4 separate regions of the Mus musculus genome follow, and all the other regions are linked to region 1. Evidence: chromatin contacts called from public Hi-C and promoter capture Hi-C data. All regions are on one chromosome and are shown on one strand. Each heading gives the region's core, a stretch centred on a gene start, on an enhancer-like site or on the middle of the called end of the contact. The rest is flanking DNA. Distances are from core to core; before and after follow the strand shown. Region 1 holds the start of Ciapin1 (cytokine induced apoptosis inhibitor 1). Region 2 holds the start of Katnb1 (katanin p80 (WD40-containing) subunit B 1). Region 3 overlaps Adgrg1 (adhesion G protein-coupled receptor G1). Region 4 holds the start of Pllp (plasma membrane proteolipid).

What was found. Promoter capture Hi-C pulls out the DNA fragments that hold promoters and counts their contacts. A called contact is a pair of places that touch in the nucleus more often than the background predicts. Capture Hi-C pulls out chosen DNA fragments and counts their contacts.
Region 2: a contact with region 1 is called in a Hi-C map of Th1 cells, with 4 times the contacts expected there. The contact joins the promoter of Katnb1 here to the promoter of Ciapin1 in region 1. A contact is called at or near these places in 6 of 39 promoter capture datasets (3T3-L1-derived adipocytes, hematopoietic stem and progenitor cells, hippocampal neurons and 3 more), 6 of 484 Hi-C or Micro-C datasets (CD4 T cells, Th1 cells, double positive thymocytes and 3 more), 6 of 115 datasets of contacts at active chromatin or transcription factors (bone marrow-derived macrophages, effector CD8 T cells, embryonic stem cells and 2 more) and 3 of 9 other capture datasets (adipose tissue, liver and pancreatic islet).
Region 3: a promoter capture Hi-C map of 3T3-L1-derived adipocytes shows a contact between it and region 1, with 2.6 times the contacts expected there. The contact joins the enhancer-like site here to the promoter of Ciapin1 in region 1. A contact is called at or near these places in 10 of 39 promoter capture datasets (the 3T3-L1 cell line, 3T3-L1-derived adipocytes, the C10 cell line and 6 more), 16 of 484 Hi-C or Micro-C datasets (the 63-12 cell line, B cells, the CH12 cell line and 10 more), 5 of 115 datasets of contacts at active chromatin or transcription factors (T-cell acute lymphoblastic leukemia, embryonic stem cells, forebrain and 2 more) and 4 of 9 other capture datasets (adipose tissue, embryonic stem cells, liver and 1 more).
Region 4: a promoter capture Hi-C map of liver shows a contact between it and region 1. The contact joins the promoter of Pllp here to the promoter of Ciapin1 in region 1. A contact is called at or near these places in 8 of 39 promoter capture datasets (the 3T3-L1 cell line, embryonic stem cells, erythroid cells and 4 more), 4 of 15 datasets of contacts at CTCF or cohesin (CD8 T cells, the NIH/3T3 cell line, embryonic stem cells and 1 more), 46 of 484 Hi-C or Micro-C datasets (B cells, the C10 cell line, CD4 T cells and 24 more), 40 of 115 datasets of contacts at active chromatin or transcription factors (the 230-238 cell line, DN3 thymocytes, the HPC-7 cell line and 27 more) and 4 of 9 other capture datasets (adipose tissue, embryonic stem cells, liver and 1 more).

What each region holds. Positions count from the first base shown.
Region 1 is chr8:94,836,274-94,839,988 of GRCm38.p6, reverse strand. It overlaps Ciapin1 (cytokine induced apoptosis inhibitor 1), which reads left to right and starts at 1,649. Exons shown (of 9, transcript NM_134141.4): 1 at 1,649-1,737. It overlaps Coq9 (coenzyme Q9), which reads right to left and starts at 1,576. Exons shown (of 9, transcript NM_026452.3): 1 at 1,492-1,576. The coding sequence starts at 1,567. It also overlaps the pseudogene Gm7418.
Region 2 is chr8:95,079,380-95,083,094 of GRCm38.p6, reverse strand. It overlaps Katnb1 (katanin p80 (WD40-containing) subunit B 1), which reads right to left and starts at 1,894. Exons shown (of 20, transcript NM_028805.2): 1 at 1,791-1,894; 2 at 202-497. The coding sequence starts at 241.
Region 3 is chr8:95,003,811-95,007,525 of GRCm38.p6, reverse strand. Adgrg1 (adhesion G protein-coupled receptor G1) reads right to left here. Exons shown (of 14, transcript NM_001198894.1): 4 at 2,180-2,312; 5 at 1,626-1,773; 6 at 1,195-1,326; 7 at 588-704; 8 at 211-256. Among named protein-coding and RNA genes, the nearest start is that of Adgrg3, 12 kb to the left of the region's middle. Within about 2 kb of position 1,980, at least 3 of the 459 cell types and tissues checked have an H3K27ac peak or open chromatin away from gene starts, as enhancers often do. A contact at or near this core is called in 3T3-L1-derived adipocytes, where this site is marked.
Region 4 is chr8:94,694,250-94,697,964 of GRCm38.p6, reverse strand. It overlaps Pllp (plasma membrane proteolipid), which reads left to right and starts at 1,723. Exons shown (of 4, transcript NM_026385.4): 1 at 1,723-1,929. The coding sequence starts at 1,795.

The sequences.
Region 1 (3,715 bases), core at 400-2,899:
TACATGAACATCTTTGTTAAACTTCATCTGCTTTAAACACAAACACACACACACAAATCAAAAGGCCAGCCCGTATTATTTTGAGACATAGACTTCCTATATAACTCAGGCTGAGGCAGGACTAACAAGTTTTTAAAAAAGAAAAAAGAAAAGGAATAAAAAAGAAAAGCATGATGACACACTCTTTTAAGAGCACTCAGGGGGCTGGTGAGATGGCTCAGGGGGTAAGAGCACCCGACTGCTCTTCCAAAGGTCCGAAGTTCAAATCCCAGCAACCACATGGTGGCTCACAACCACCTGTAACAGAGATCTGATGCCCTCTTCTGGTGCGTCTGAAGACAGCTACAGTGTACTTACATATAATAAATAAATAAACCAAAAAAAAAAAAAAAAAAAAAAGTAAACTCTGATTAAAAAAAAAAAAAAAAGAAAGAAAACACTCAGGAGGCAGGACCAGGCCAATCTCTCTAAGTTCCAGGTCAGTCTGGTCTATATTACAGTGAGTTCCAGGTCAGCCAGAAATATAGAGTGAGACTTTATCTCAAATACTTCAGAAAGGGGACGGTTACTTCGGAGATACCTGTTGTAAACTGCTTGCATAACATTGAAAAAAAGATGAATGTTTGGGCTTTAAGGGCCCACCTAATATAAAGTTGTCGGGAATACAGTTGAACTTTTTGTGGACACAATTTCATGGGTAAATACCCTATGACTGGATTTGTTGGCTCACATTGCATTATTTTTGTTAAACATATTTCGTCTGAAACTCTAGCTAAAAATGCCACAAAGGAAGTCATTGAAAATAATAAGGAAAGAAACACAGAACAGCATGCTTAACAACATCAGCATTTGCTATAGGCCCAGAAAATTTGAAGTGAGGAGCCCCCAAAGTATGGTTGCGAGATCTCTGCGGTTCATGGAGATTTTAGTTGCATATTTTTTGTCACTGTGTCAGTGCAGAAAGATTCTATATACGGACAGCGATTTTTGCTTTTCCACTTAATGACAATGTACAAAGTTTCTAAAAGTAAATGTCTACTATTACTGTGGAGATAAAAATACGGGGCATATGGCAGCAAATGACGAATGTCACCAGCTTAGTGACGTGGTGTGGCAATAACTGACTCTGTGGCTGTTCGGTCGGTTTCTCCAGCGAGGCTGGCACAGCGCCTACGGCGACGGAGAACGCTTTGGAACGGACGAGCTCTGTGACCTTGGGCACACCGAGCCCTCTCTGAAGCTCCATTACCTCTGGGGAACCGGGGTGACAGGACTGCCCCGCGGCTTTTGCCCCCTCACAGCTCAAAGTCCGGCGACTGAAACCCTTAAGTGGCTTTTTCCAGCTCGCGACTCCAGCGGCTCCACGCCGATGCCCTTTACCTTGCTAGCCCCGACCAGAGCCTCTATCATCCCACGCCAAGCCCAGATCCGCCCTGCGCCTTCTTCCCGTTTTTCCCCCTCGCGCCCCGGCTCGGCTGGCTGTCACCTCACCGGGCAGGCACCGCAGCTGCAGGAGCCTCCAGCCCAAGCGGCCGAGGACACCAGACACGGCTGCTGTCGCCGCCATCTTGGAAGTGGGCACGCACGCACGCTGAGGGCGGCGACGCGCCGGGCAGCGTCACGCGTCAGTGGGGCCGCGTCCGCTCACTAGGACTCAGGTGTTGTGCGGCGTCTTCTCGCGAGAGACCAGGACGAGAAGCCGGCGTCCGCGGAGCGGGTTTTCAGGCTACGAGGAAGGTGAGGACGCTCGGGGTCGCTCGAGCATCTGAGCGGGCTTAACGGCCCTCCTAGGGGCCACTCTGGTCTCCCGTGCTCTCGCTTCGGCTTCTGGCGCCGTCATTGTCACCCCTTGGGGAAGCCGGGGTGAGGGGCCGCGGCGGCCGGGGCCCTGCACGCGGCGTGCTGGACGCCGGGGCTCGTCCGCCGCCTTTTTCCGCGTGGAAACCCGGAGCTGGCATCGGGACCGTCAGTTTACTCCTAGCCATCGGTGGTGACCTTGAGTCTCCTCCAGGGCACTTGGCGGAAAGCACCAAAGGTGGGGAGAACCTGGAGCCACAGGTTGTCCATTCGAGCCCGGCATTTATGTCCTAGGATGCTTGTTTATAGAAGGAGCCACCCAGGCTTTTGTCCTGGAGAGTTGCCCCTGTGCCGGGGTGTGGTCCCTAGCGATCACTAGCCATTTGCAAGGTCGGGAGAAGTTCGCTTCTCGGTGCCTGAGTCCAAGCTGCGGGTCTTCAGAGTAGAGCGGACTGCCTCGCTTGCTCTACCAGGGAAGTCTTGATGTTTGCTAGAAGTAAACGGTGTATGTTTAGTGTCATGGTCATGGGGTGGGGGAACATGTATGTATAGGTGCATACGCATGTGTGTGGAGGCCAGAGGACAACTTGGTGTTTCATCAAACTGTGGCCACCTTCTTTGTGACAGGGCCTCTAGTTGGCCTGAAGCGTACCAGTTAAGGCTGGATAACAAACTTTGCCACACGAGCTTTTGAAATATATATACACACACATACATATATACTTATATGTATGTACACATATATGTGTATGTATATATATGTATGTGTATGCATGTATACACACATATATAAAGATTCTGTGTGTGTTGGGGAGGAGTGTCTGCTTCCACTTTGAGTTCTGAGGGTTAAACTCAGGTTGTCAGGCTTTGTAGCAAGCACCCCTAACCCACTGAATCATCTTGGTAGCCCACACCCAAGGTTTTCTATGTGGGTTCTGGGGCTCAAACTCCTTATGCTTGCAAAGCACAGCCTCGCCCTTCCCAGAGCCCTGATAATGAATGGCTTTTGAGAGAAGAGTTTCACCGAGGAGCGTAAACTGTCCTCAGAACTCCTTCACCAGTCTCCCGAGAGAGCTAGGGTTACACGAAGGCTCCGACATTCTTGGCTATTGGTTGGTGTTTGTTTCGCTTTGTGGTATTGAAGAGTGGACCCAGGTCATGCTAGGTTAAGCACATACCACTGAACTGTGACCCTATCCCTAATCAGCTGGACCTGCTACCACTGAGTCACCCCCAGCCTCTCTGCCACCTTAAATGGGACCCAAGCCTAAGATTATGGTTCTTAGGTGCCTTAAAGATAAATAAACCCACCTCCAGAAGTTACTCCCAGAGGAGAGGCACTGCTCTTACTGCCTGCTGGTAACTTAGCAGACCAGCCTCAAACTCCCAGAGATCTGCCTACCTTTGTCTGGAGAGTACTAGTATTAAAAGCAAATGCATATTCACCCGGTATTAACATTTTTAAAAAGCCATGGGTTGATGGTGTCAGTTGGAGGAGCGTCTAACAAACAAGGTCAGTTATGTGACAGTTATGTGACATTGACTTCTACTTCACCTCTTTAGTTGTGAAACAGCCCTGAGTCACAGCTCCTAAGTATGCTGGCTTAGGCACTGGAATTTTTTTTCTTTTTTAATTTTGTAATTATATTTAGGTACAGAAAATTTAGTGTACATTTAATCCAATTTAGTGGCGAGTTCTTTAGCTTTTGCTTTTTCCAGCTTGGCAATGCGAGCCACAGACTCAGGACCCAGGACGTTGCCTCCCCAGTGGCAACGGATCTCGTCATATCTGTCATTATAATTGGTCCTAATAGATTCCACCAACTTAGCCAGAGCACCCTTGTCTTCCGAGTTAACCTGTGTGAAGGCAACAGTGGTGCATGTCTTCCTATGGACCAGGTGCCCCAGTCTGGCCTTT
Region 2 (3,715 bases), core at 645-3,144, 240 kb before region 1:
CTCAGAGCAAGTACCAAGCACAGCTGTGCTTATCTTGCTGTATGGAAGGGTTGCTTAATCACCTGCCCAATGTGATTGACATCTTTGTCTACCTGAAAACAAGGACTGTGAGTCTCTCTTGTGCCAGGGAGAGGAGACAGAGCTGAAGGCTAAGACTACTCAGCTTACAAAACAACAGGGTGATAAATGAAAAGTACTCACGCAACTTCCAGGCTGTCTTGGTGACCACAGGGGTGGCCATGCTTCAGGGGGTGGCGCCTGAGACCCCACCCACAAAACAGATTGTGCTTTCTCTGTGGGGTGGGGGTGGATCCCCCCCAGATCCGACAATCAAGTTGGCAGGGAGTTCCCACACATCCAGGCAGAGAGTCCGCCTCTCCTGGCCCAGGACTGCCTGGTGGTTTAGATCATCCGCTATCAAGCAGCAGCCTGGACACATAGGTCGGGATCCCAGATCATGGAATGTCAGGCTTGGACCATCTCAGCTCAACACTGGGCTAGAATGCAAGCAGAGGCGATGGTGGGTTAGGAACTGCTTGAGACGAGTTACAAGTCCCTGGGTCATCAAGGCCACTTGATACAGACTAGCCAGAGCCTCCAGGGCCTGGAGCTGCAGTGCACACTGGGTCTGAAAACCTGTGACTTAAGAGCCCAAAGATAAAAGACCTTCCCTAGGTAGCTGGGCCTGGTGGCTCACGCCTTTAACCCCAGCACTCAGGAGGCCAGCTAGAAGTAGGCAGATCTCTGTCAGTTCCTATCTCAAAGAAAAGAAGGAAGGAAGGAAGGAAGGACAGACTGACATAGGTAGGTGGAGAGGGGATGGAGAGACTGACTTCTCAGGGGCCTACAGTAATGCTCCTGGATGCTGGGTGTCCTAACTTGCCAACCCAGCACCTGCTATGGGGCAGAGAGGATCACATAACTGCAGTCCACTTGGATTTGCACCCCATGTATTGGATGGGGCACTGGAGTCTGAGGTTATGTTTTGGTGCCCATGAGAGGCATCCAAAAGGCAGAGAGACAGAGAGATACACGGAGACGAACAGAGAGACTGAGAGATAGGCAGACGTTCAGAGAGAGAGAGAGAGAGAGAGAGAGAGAGAGAGAGAGAGAGAGAGAACAGTAAAGGCCTTGGGAGGGGGTGATGTTGAGAGGATTCTGAGGGTCCAATCTTCTTGCTTCCTCCATCACCAACTCCCTGGTAAGGGAACCACGCCCACTCCCTGCAACTCTCAAGGGCATAGCTAGGAATTGAGTCTCCAGTCTAGGTGTGAGTCGGAATGACTCCTCAATTCTAAAAGGCCACAGCGTGGATGGAGCCTTCCACCGCCGCCACGGCCCTTCGCCTCTTGCCCAGGAGCTCTCTCGCTGGATTCTCTTTCTCCTGTTGCCTATGCTCCCGTTCTGGCACATCTTGAGCTTCCTTAGTTGGCCATGCTTCGCCAGACCCTCTTTACTTCTCTTGCCCCGCTGCTATCAGAATCCCCCATTCATTCGCTCTCCTGTTTCTGGAGCCCCGACTCAATACGATCCTCCGCACACCCTCAGCTCTGCTTCCGGCCCACCAGCTTTCCCTCTCCGGCCTCCACACACCCGTCCTGCTCGTTCATCCCAAACCTGCCACCGGTCCCTCAGCTTCGCTTGACCCTCCTCCCGTCTGCCTTGAGGGGCACTGGCTCCAGCCTGTCCTGGCCGAGAGCCTCCTGCCGGCGACCGGACTGTCCCCTCCAGGCTCGGCGAAGACTAGAGCCATTTTCCCTTTGCCTCCAAGACCCCGAGAGCCACTCTACCTGCAGCTGTAGCTCTGGAGGCCAAGGCTTCCCTCCAGGCGCGACCCCCACTTGCCTCCATCCTTTGCCCTGATTGGTCGCTGCTTGACAACCGACCCTCACAACAAAACCTCCGGCCTAGAGTCCCTCCCACTTCACTTCTTACACCAATCAGTCGCCACGGACGCCCCGCCTTCCTCTAGAATTGACCAATGGAAGCAAGCGCTTCCGCCGATTTACGTAACTACCCGCCTCCTTTCCCCGACTCAGACTAATCACGAGAAAGAAGCGCTTACGGACCGCCCTTAGGTCCCAGAAGAACCAATACAGGCTTCTGCGTTCTTAGTCCCGCCCCCAGTCAGGCTTGGTTTTTTCCGCCCTTTTCCTGCATTTCCTGGAACCCGGTTGTGTTTAAAAAATCCGCGAGCTGCACCCGATGGCGGCTGCGCCAATCACTTCAGCAACAGCTCTGGATTGACCAATAAACGTTAGTGTTATTGGAGAACCAGCTCTGAGATAGCCAATGGAAAGGGGACTTCTAGAGTGGTATGAAGTTGCAGATCTTCCATATTGAAACAGGGCTGCCAGGACCCCGCCCTCAGACTGTGAGTGTCGCCCGCGTAGTGGGAGGACTTGGCTCTTACTTGGATCCACACGTCTCCTGGAGTTCGCTGACCTCGAGGGAAACAGAGCTTAGTTACAGTGGGGTCGATGTCGAGCCCAGGAGTTCGTCCCTAAGATCACAGTAGCACAGTGGGATGAGTTAGGCTTGTGTCTGCTCGCCTGCGTGCGGAAGTAAAACTACGGAACCGGAGAAAGGCTAATATCTGTGACAGGACAGACAGGTTGGGATGGGGACAGGCTACATAACCCACCATGAGTTCGGGTCCCCCCCTTACTGAGAAACTCGGTCCCAGCCCTTTGCAGAAATAACCTCCAACTCTGGTCTATCCTACACTCACTCCCCTCTGGTCGGGGCTGCTGCATCTGGCGTTCTCCTCTACACAGTCCGGAACGGGAGGAATTTCCCATTTCTAGACGAGGAAACAGATGCTGTGGTGAAAAAGACCAGACATTTGGAAGATCGGACCCAGGACTTAAACTTTTGTTCTTAAAGGCAAGGCACACAAAGTCCCTATTAAATGCAAAACCTTTACGGGAACAAAAGTCACCCACCAGCCTAATGGGAAGTCGGCCCTGCGTAGAAATGGGTAATTATTAAGAGACCTGGATTTGGAGAATAACATTTGATCAAAACTTTGTACTTTGCTGTTCCCGCAACTTTTTATTTAAAAAAAAAAGTCAAATTCTTCATTTTGACACATTTTGCCTTATCTGCTTTGTTTATACAATTATATGTACATTACAGATCCTAAGACATTTCAGTCATGGCAACACTGAGCCTGAAGATCGTTAAGGGCCCTTAGTCACATAACCAATGTCACCACCCCTGAAATAACTTCATTCTCTAACATGCAGACTATATTAAAATGACTGTCACCATCCCCAATACACATAACTTATAAGCAGGAACAAGACTGGGGATGTAGCTCAGTGATAAGAGAGTCTTGACTGGTATGTAGGAGGCACTAGGTTCAATCCCCAGCACTGGAAATACAAACTACCTAGGACCAAGAGAAATGGCAAGGCTCAGTGGCTAAGAGTGATTGCAGTGCAAGAATGAAGACCTGAGTTCAAATCCTCACGACCCATGTAAAAATCTGGGCATGGTGCATGTGTGCTTATAAGGAGCAGTGTTATAGGGAGCAGAAACAAGAGGATTACTAAGATTGTTGGTTGTCATCCTAACTACGGGTTCAGTGAGAGACCCTGACTCGAGGGAATAAGGTGAAGAATGTCAGAGGACAATGCATAGTGATACAATGGGACATGTGTACACACACACCACACATGTGGGGGGCGGGGCACAGTATCTTTATAGGAAC
Region 3 (3,715 bases), core at 731-3,230, 170 kb before region 1:
CAAGACCCCACCCACCATGCACTCCACACAAGACTGGGTCATTGGTGCAAACTTTTGCACCACCAGCAGATCCCTGGCCTCCGTCGCACCTTTCCCCTACGCCCATCTTCTCCAGAAATTCATCCCTGGGGCTTCTCCTCTCTCCTACCCCAACAGAACTCCATGCCTCCTCCAGATACTTGTTCCCCTAGAGACCCCCGCCCTACTCACATGCCGGGTCTTCAACCCAGAACACGCACTGCAGAGTCACATTTTTCTGTGGGGACAAGAAGCATGGGCCACCATAACTCAGCCTCTGTTCCTTTCCACAGCCAGCTCCCTGCGTTTTCTCTCTATAGACCACTCTGTGTTCTCTTTGCTCATCTTTCATGTTCCCTCTATCACCCACCCTCCGCATTCCCTCCTACGGCCTAACCTTCCTATTCACCTCACTACCCACCTTGCAGTCCCCACCCCCGCCCCCAATCTGGGAGCTGGCTGCTGGGCAACCCTTCCATAAAAGACAAGTGGGTTGGGAGACACAGGAAGCAGACATGTGACCCAGCAGGAAGGGACCCTTGCCCTGGGGTTGGCTTGCTCACACTTACTGGCTGAGGCTGGTGCTGGAAGGTGAGTACCACCGGATCTGAGAGGTTGGTGACTTTGGTGTTCTGCACGACAATACCCAAGACCTTCTCACCCAGGACTTGGCTAGAATTCTTGTCCTAGATAGATGAGGTTGGGGGTAGGGGGGACAGGTTGGAGATTTAAGGCTGAGAAGAAGAAAAGCTAAGAAGGCCTCTGCCCACCCTTTCTAGACTACTGTCGCTCCTAACATTTTGCTCTGAGGGTCTTGCTGGTCATTCACACTGGATGAGAACAGCACTATTCACACCTCTCCTAGGAGCTCTGTGCATTGGAGGGCCCTTCCTGCCTGTATTTGGCTCCTGGAGTAGGTTAGCTACCACCTTTCCACCCCTCTGTCAGATATGTGTGTGTGTGTGTGTGTGTGTGTGTGTGTGTGTATGTATGTATGTATATACCCATATGTATATATGCATGTATACATATATATATACATACACATACATATATACACATATATGTATATATATACCCATATACATATATTTGCATATGTGTGTGTGTGTGTGTGTGTGTGTGTGTGTGTGTATTATCAGTTACCCTAGGAGCAGGTAAGAGGAGACTCCGTACCTGGAACAAAGCTTGGCTGCTGAAGTCTACTACCAGGAGCCTCTTGGCGTCATCCCGGCGACGGCCTCTGGTCTGCTGGAATACGGCCCGGGGAAGCAACAGCGAGTATGCCTGGACCTCACTCTGCTCCTCCTGCATATCGAGGATCCTCAGTTCCCGGCCCAGCAAACACCCCAGATTCCCCCCTCACGCCAAACAACCCCCTTCTAAACACTGGGCTCTGGGCCACCCCACAAGAGACCAGGGAGTCGGGTGGCAGGAGCAAAGGCTAAGAGGTCTTCAGTGGGGTCTTGCAACCTGGATCTTCAGACACCAGCTCTCCCTGTGGGCTGTGGATTGTCCCCAGACCCAGGGGAAAACAAGGGTTACCGCTATGCTGTAGGGAGTGCTCCTGCCTGCCCTTCTAGCCCACCCCACCCTAGGGCACTGACCTCCTTCTGGGAGTGGATATGCAGATCCTCTAGACCGGCTGTGGGTGGCAGCTTCCACACTGTAGCATTGACCCGGTCCTCCTCAAAGGATAATGTGTCTCCCAGGAAGCTCACAGAGGTCAGCTTTGACTCCAGGCTCTGTAACTGCCTGGTGTGGGGGAGAACATGGCAGGTGACAGAGGGAAGGGGGTAGTGGTGATGGTCTAGATACACAGGATAGACAGGAACAGAGAGGAGAGGGTGCTGAGGACAAAGGACACAGGCAGCTGAGTATGCAGATTCAAGGGAGTGGCAGCGAGGGACAGTACTTTGGAATTCAGCTCATGCCTATGTCCCACTTATGCTATGTCCAAACCTCTCTCGGGAACTCAACGTGCCAGACTCCAGGATGGAGTCTCTTGTAGGGAAGAGGCCGGGCATTGCATTAGTATCTGTCTTTACTGACAACCCAGCAGGAGCCAATGAGGAAGGTCCAGCCTCAGAGAAGATTTCCCAGTTCCTCCTAGCCCAGGTTAGACCTTCCATCATCCCCTAGTTAGGTAATCCACACTTACTGGCTGATGAACGCTGCGGTGGGCCGCTTGGCAGCCTTTTGAGGGTGCTGCAGGTACCTGCTAAGCTGCTGCAATTCCTTCTTGAGATCACACATGTCCACAGATGCATTGTGGGAGACCTTGTGTGGGGCATCTGGGAAGGCAACAGACTGCTTGAGGTTCCCACGGCCAGCATACAGCCTTATGCAACCCTCATATGGCACTCCACAGAAGAGGGACCCAAGGGCCCAAGAGGCAGAGGGGCCACAGATCACAGATACTTGAAGCCAGCTAAGTGGGGCTGTGTCTCCTAGGGCCTGCTACACATGAGCACAGAAGGCTCTGAGGGACCAGGCCTAAGCAGATCTCCTCGGGAATTATGTGATTATGTGGGTTATTGTGCCAGCTTTGGGGATCTCCCAGTCTCTAGCTTCGCCATCTCTACCTGAGCCCCTGGAAACATGGGTGTCTCTAGGAGGAGACCCAAGTGAGAAAGCATCCATTTCCTGACCCACAAGGTCATGGTCCCCAGGCCTCCCTGACAGCCTCCCTGCTTCCCCAACCCTTAATTCTCCCTGTCCCTGCTAATCAGCTGCTAGCTTCACATCCTAAAGCCCCAATCTGTTAGTTGCATAGCTCCCTGTACCCCAGTTTCCTCTTTGCTGATACTAGGGTACACGGAATGCCCACAGTTTATGTTGCTTCTACCTGTGTTTTGTTTTTTAATGATTTAATATTAATTAATGTGTGTGTGTGTGTGTGTGTATAAACACGTATTGTGTACACACTGGGTTCCTACAGAAACCAGAGGAGGTTGTGGGGGCTCCTGGAACTGGAGTTACAGATGTTTGGGGACAACCCATTGTAGCTGCTGGGAACTGAACTTGGATCTTTTACAAGAACAGCAAATGCTCTTAACCATTAAGCCATTCCTCCAGCCCCTGTACTTTGAATAGAAGCTGGGCCTTCTGGCTGGAGAGTGGCTCTGCCAGAGCTCACATTTCCTAGTGTTACATTCCCAGGTATGTATCAAGTTATGTTCCCCCCTAGCCTCCTCCCGCTGCGTCCTGACCTTTGTGTGTATATAAGCATGACCTCCAGGTGTGCACTGCACCTCAGGACCTGTAAGTAATAATCTCTTTCTCTCCATCCCTTGTTCTCTGTGATAATTAATATTGCTCATCCGCCTGACAGGAGCCATGTCTGTGAGGGATCTATGTTAGGCTAACCGAGGTAGGAAGATCCACCCTAAAAGTGGGCAGCACCATCCCCTAGGCTTGCTGAACAGAAGTATTTATCATTGTCTGCTTCCTGACTACAAATGCTAATGACCAGTTGCTTCAAGCACCTGCCATCAGGACTTCCCCCACCATGATGGAGTGTGCCGTAGAACTGCGAGCCAAAGGAAACCTTTCTCCCTTAAGTTGTTTTTGGCAGAGTGTTTTATCATAGAGAGGAAAAGTAGCTAAGATGCTCTCCTAATGGCTGAAGTGATGCTATGGTCATCACAAAGATCTCAGATCATAACAGGGACAGGCAAAACAGTCCAATCCTCCC
Region 4 (3,715 bases), core at 474-2,973, 140 kb after region 1:
GCGTAAACTGGTGTTTATAGTCTCTGCACTTGGGAGGCAGAAGCAGGGCAGAAATCCATTGTAAGACATATATCAAGTTCTGGGGTTACAGCCGGGCGTGGTGGCGCACACCTTTAATCCCAGCACTTGGGAGGCAGAGCAGGTGGATTTCTGAGTTTGAGGCCAGCCTGGTCTACAGATTGAGTTCTAGGACAGCCAGGGCTATACAGAGAAACCCTGTCTCGAAAAACCAAAAAAAAAAAAAAAAAAAAAAAAAAAGTTCCAGGGTTACATGAGACTTTGTCTTTCAAAAGAAAAAAAGAAGAAGGAATCTTTGCAGAATGTTAGTGATGGGGTGATTGAATAAATACTTAAAATTCCTGATTTGAGGATATTGAACTGTATTATCTGATGGGCAATATAGTCATGACCATATCCTTACAAAAGAGATGAGAGAGAGAGAGAGAGAGAGAGAGAGAGAGAGAGAGAGAGAGAGAGAGAGAGAGAGATATCTTGTGCATAGTAAGAGGAGAGTTGATGATACGAGGAGAGGCAGAGCTAGGTAGGGTACCAGAATCCCCTGCCGGCAGGTCATCTGTAATCCCAGCCTGCAAAGACCTGAGGTACGAGGAATGTCAAAAGCATGAAGTCAGTCTGGATTACAGAGCAATCTCCTGTCTCAAGACAAAAAGTGGGCAAAAGTACCCCAGAGGTTGCCTGAGCTCAGGACACCATGACTGTGTCTCCGTGATGATGCCTTTGCATATCTAGCCTCCATCACTGAGAAGAAACTTTTGTTAGGACCTTGAGCTTGTGATAAGTTGTCACAAGGAGCCATAGGATAGTACAGTCACCTACACAGCTTCTGTGACCTGGTCCTTACCCACTGGGGGTCAGTGTCACCCTCATGTGCTCAGCTCCAGTCCCTTTGGGGACCTGCTTTCTATTTCCCCAACTGCCTAGGTTGGTCCTGCCACTGCGCCTTTGCTCCTCACTTAAATCCTCCCAAGGTTTCCTCCTACTCACAGATTCAGGCCTCTGCACAAATGTCACCACTTCTGACAGGTCTTCCTTGACTAATGTGCTCCTTCCTTTTCTGTCAACTTAATACAAGCTATAGCAATCCAAGAGGAGGGAACCTGGATTGAGAAAATGCCTCTATAAGATCGGGCTCTAGGCAAGCCCTGTAGAGAATTTTCTCAGTGATTGATGGAGGAGGGCCCAGTCCATTGTGAGCGGTGCCATCCCTGGGTCCTGGGTTCTATAAGAAAGCAGGCTGAGCAAGCCAGGGGAAGCAAGCCAGTAAGCAGCACCCCTCCATGGCCTCTGCATCGGCTCCTGCCTCCAGGTCTCTGCCCTGCTTGAGTTCCTGTCCTGATTTCCTTCAGTGATGAGCAATGATATGGAAGCATAAGACAAATAAACCCTTTCTTCCCCAATTTGCTTTTGGTCATGGTTTTCTACCACCGTAATAGAGACCCTAAAACAACCATCTAAAAATCTCCTGGTCACTCTGCCTCGCCCTGTTAGATTCAGTCACAGCAGCAGTTGCCACTACCTGGATTTATTTTTTCCTGCCTGGCTGTCTGTAGATCGGTCTACGGACTTCTTCAAAATCTCTATCCAAACAGGCGAACCCAGGGTTAAGGGGCGGGGCCTCAAGAAGGGGCGGGGCCTCGGGCGGAGCGGGGCTGGGCTTCGCGCACCTGTGAGTTCTGTCTAGGGTACCCAAGCAGCGCCAGCAGCCGGAGCCGCAGTCGCAGCCCCGGAGCAGCGCCGGGAGCGCGGCCAGAGCGTCGTAGGCTCGCGATCGCTATGGCGGAGTTCCCGTCGAAAGTGAGCACGAGGACCAGCAGCCCCGCGCAGGGCGTGGGAGCCTCTGTGTCTGCGCTGCGACCGGATCTGGGCTTCGTGCGCTCCGCTCTTGGGGTGCTCGCGCTTCTGCAGCTGGTGAGCCGGGTAGCTCGGGGACTGGATGGGGGACTCTCCGGGGACCCCCGGGACGCTCACTCCCAAGATCGCCGGGAAGCTTGCACCTGGGGACGCTCGTGTGACATCCCTGCGAGCACAGCATGACTCTTGTGGAGGGGACCATACACACCCTACCCGGGTGGTTACCGTGGCGATACCGTAGCTGAGATAGCTGCGCACAACTGTCCGCCAGTCTGTCCCTTCTCTTCTACCCTTCCCCCTTCCCTCTGGGACCGTGCCCTGGCTTTCTCCGCCGGGCAAAGTCCACTGCCCTCCTCTTCACCCGGCTTTAACCACTAAATGCGACCGCTCTGTAGCCCTCCTGGACAGGGCAGAACACCACATCAGTGGCTCTGACACGCGCGCTCCCACCAGGGCACCTACCCAGGGTCTGCTGGTCGAATCTCCTTCCTTGGGCTGTGGAGATTCGCAGAGGCAAGAAACCACGTGTCTGCCATCCCCCGTACTCTGTGCAGGTCCCAGCTGAAGATCCTAGAGTTGCCCGTTCCCATTGGGTGCATTCTGAGATGTCAGCTGTCTTTTCATAGTCCCCTCCTGCGAGGGTCTGGAGGCCTGTGGCTGCCCCTAGGGAACGGTCTCCATTAACTGAGAGGTCCGCTGGTAGAGGAATAGGGTAGCACCGCAGGTGGGCATGCATCTGTTTCTGTCATCATCCCTCCAGTGGGCACCTCGAGCCAGGCTGCCAGGCCGGGCTGGGGAGTCGGGAGGCTTTCCTGGGCCATCTCCACCTAGGGCATACATACTATCTTGGTTTCGAGATTTCTGATCTTCCTTGGTGAGCCTTCGCCCTTCCCCCTTCCCCCTTCCCCCTTCCCCCTCCGTCTCCTCCCTGGGTTTGTTTAAAATTCAGATTCTTGGGCCCCAACCCCGGAAAAAATGTGAAACTGCTCTTTGAATCTCCAAAAGCGCAGCAAGAAATTTGCATTTTAATGTCTTCTCCTGGAGTGGTTTTGGGTACTGTTTGGTTTTGATGAGATCAGGGAGGGTAGCATGAGGCTCTCTTCTGGGACCAATTTAACTCTGCCGCGCAGACACTGCCGACCCTGGAGTGTTGGGCTCTTGGTGATTGCCTTGTTTGTTTTATTTATTTTGTTTGATTCAATTTGTTTCTGTTTTTTTGAGACAAGAGTCGCATATAGCCCAGATTGGTCTTGAATTCCCTCTTAGCCACAGCTGGCTTCCAATTCCTTGTGTAGCGGAGGCTAGCCTTGGACTAGACCTTCCCCAAGTGTTGTAATTACTTTCTGACACCACCACTCCAGGGGTTTTTCTGGTCTCTTTGAACCTCACACCTGAGAGTCAGCTTTGGGCTGGGGGAGGAGTTAAACGGTTTGTGAAAGGGACAGAGAGGAGAGAGGTCTAGGAAGGAGTTACGGGGAGGCTAGAAGGGTAGTTTTTGAGCTAAGCCTTTGCAGGGAGTGGTGTGGGGACAGCAGACACTGTAGTGCACAGGCTGAGCGGGAGTTGTAGCATCGTTTCTGGTCTGGCTAGGAGCCCAGCATCGTAAGCATCTAGGGCCAGAACTGGGGTCCTGGTTGTGTTGGTGGTCTTGGTAGGTTCTGGAGCATGAAGACATCAGGGTGTGAAATGATAGATCCCTTTTACTCTTTTCCTCCTTCCCTAGATTCGTTCCAAAGAACTCACTTGGAGACTATGCCAGCCGCTGCTTCCTAAGATGTTTCTGTGGCAACCTACTACTCCACTGGGGCCGAGGGGGGAGGGTGGGCAGACAGGTACCATACTT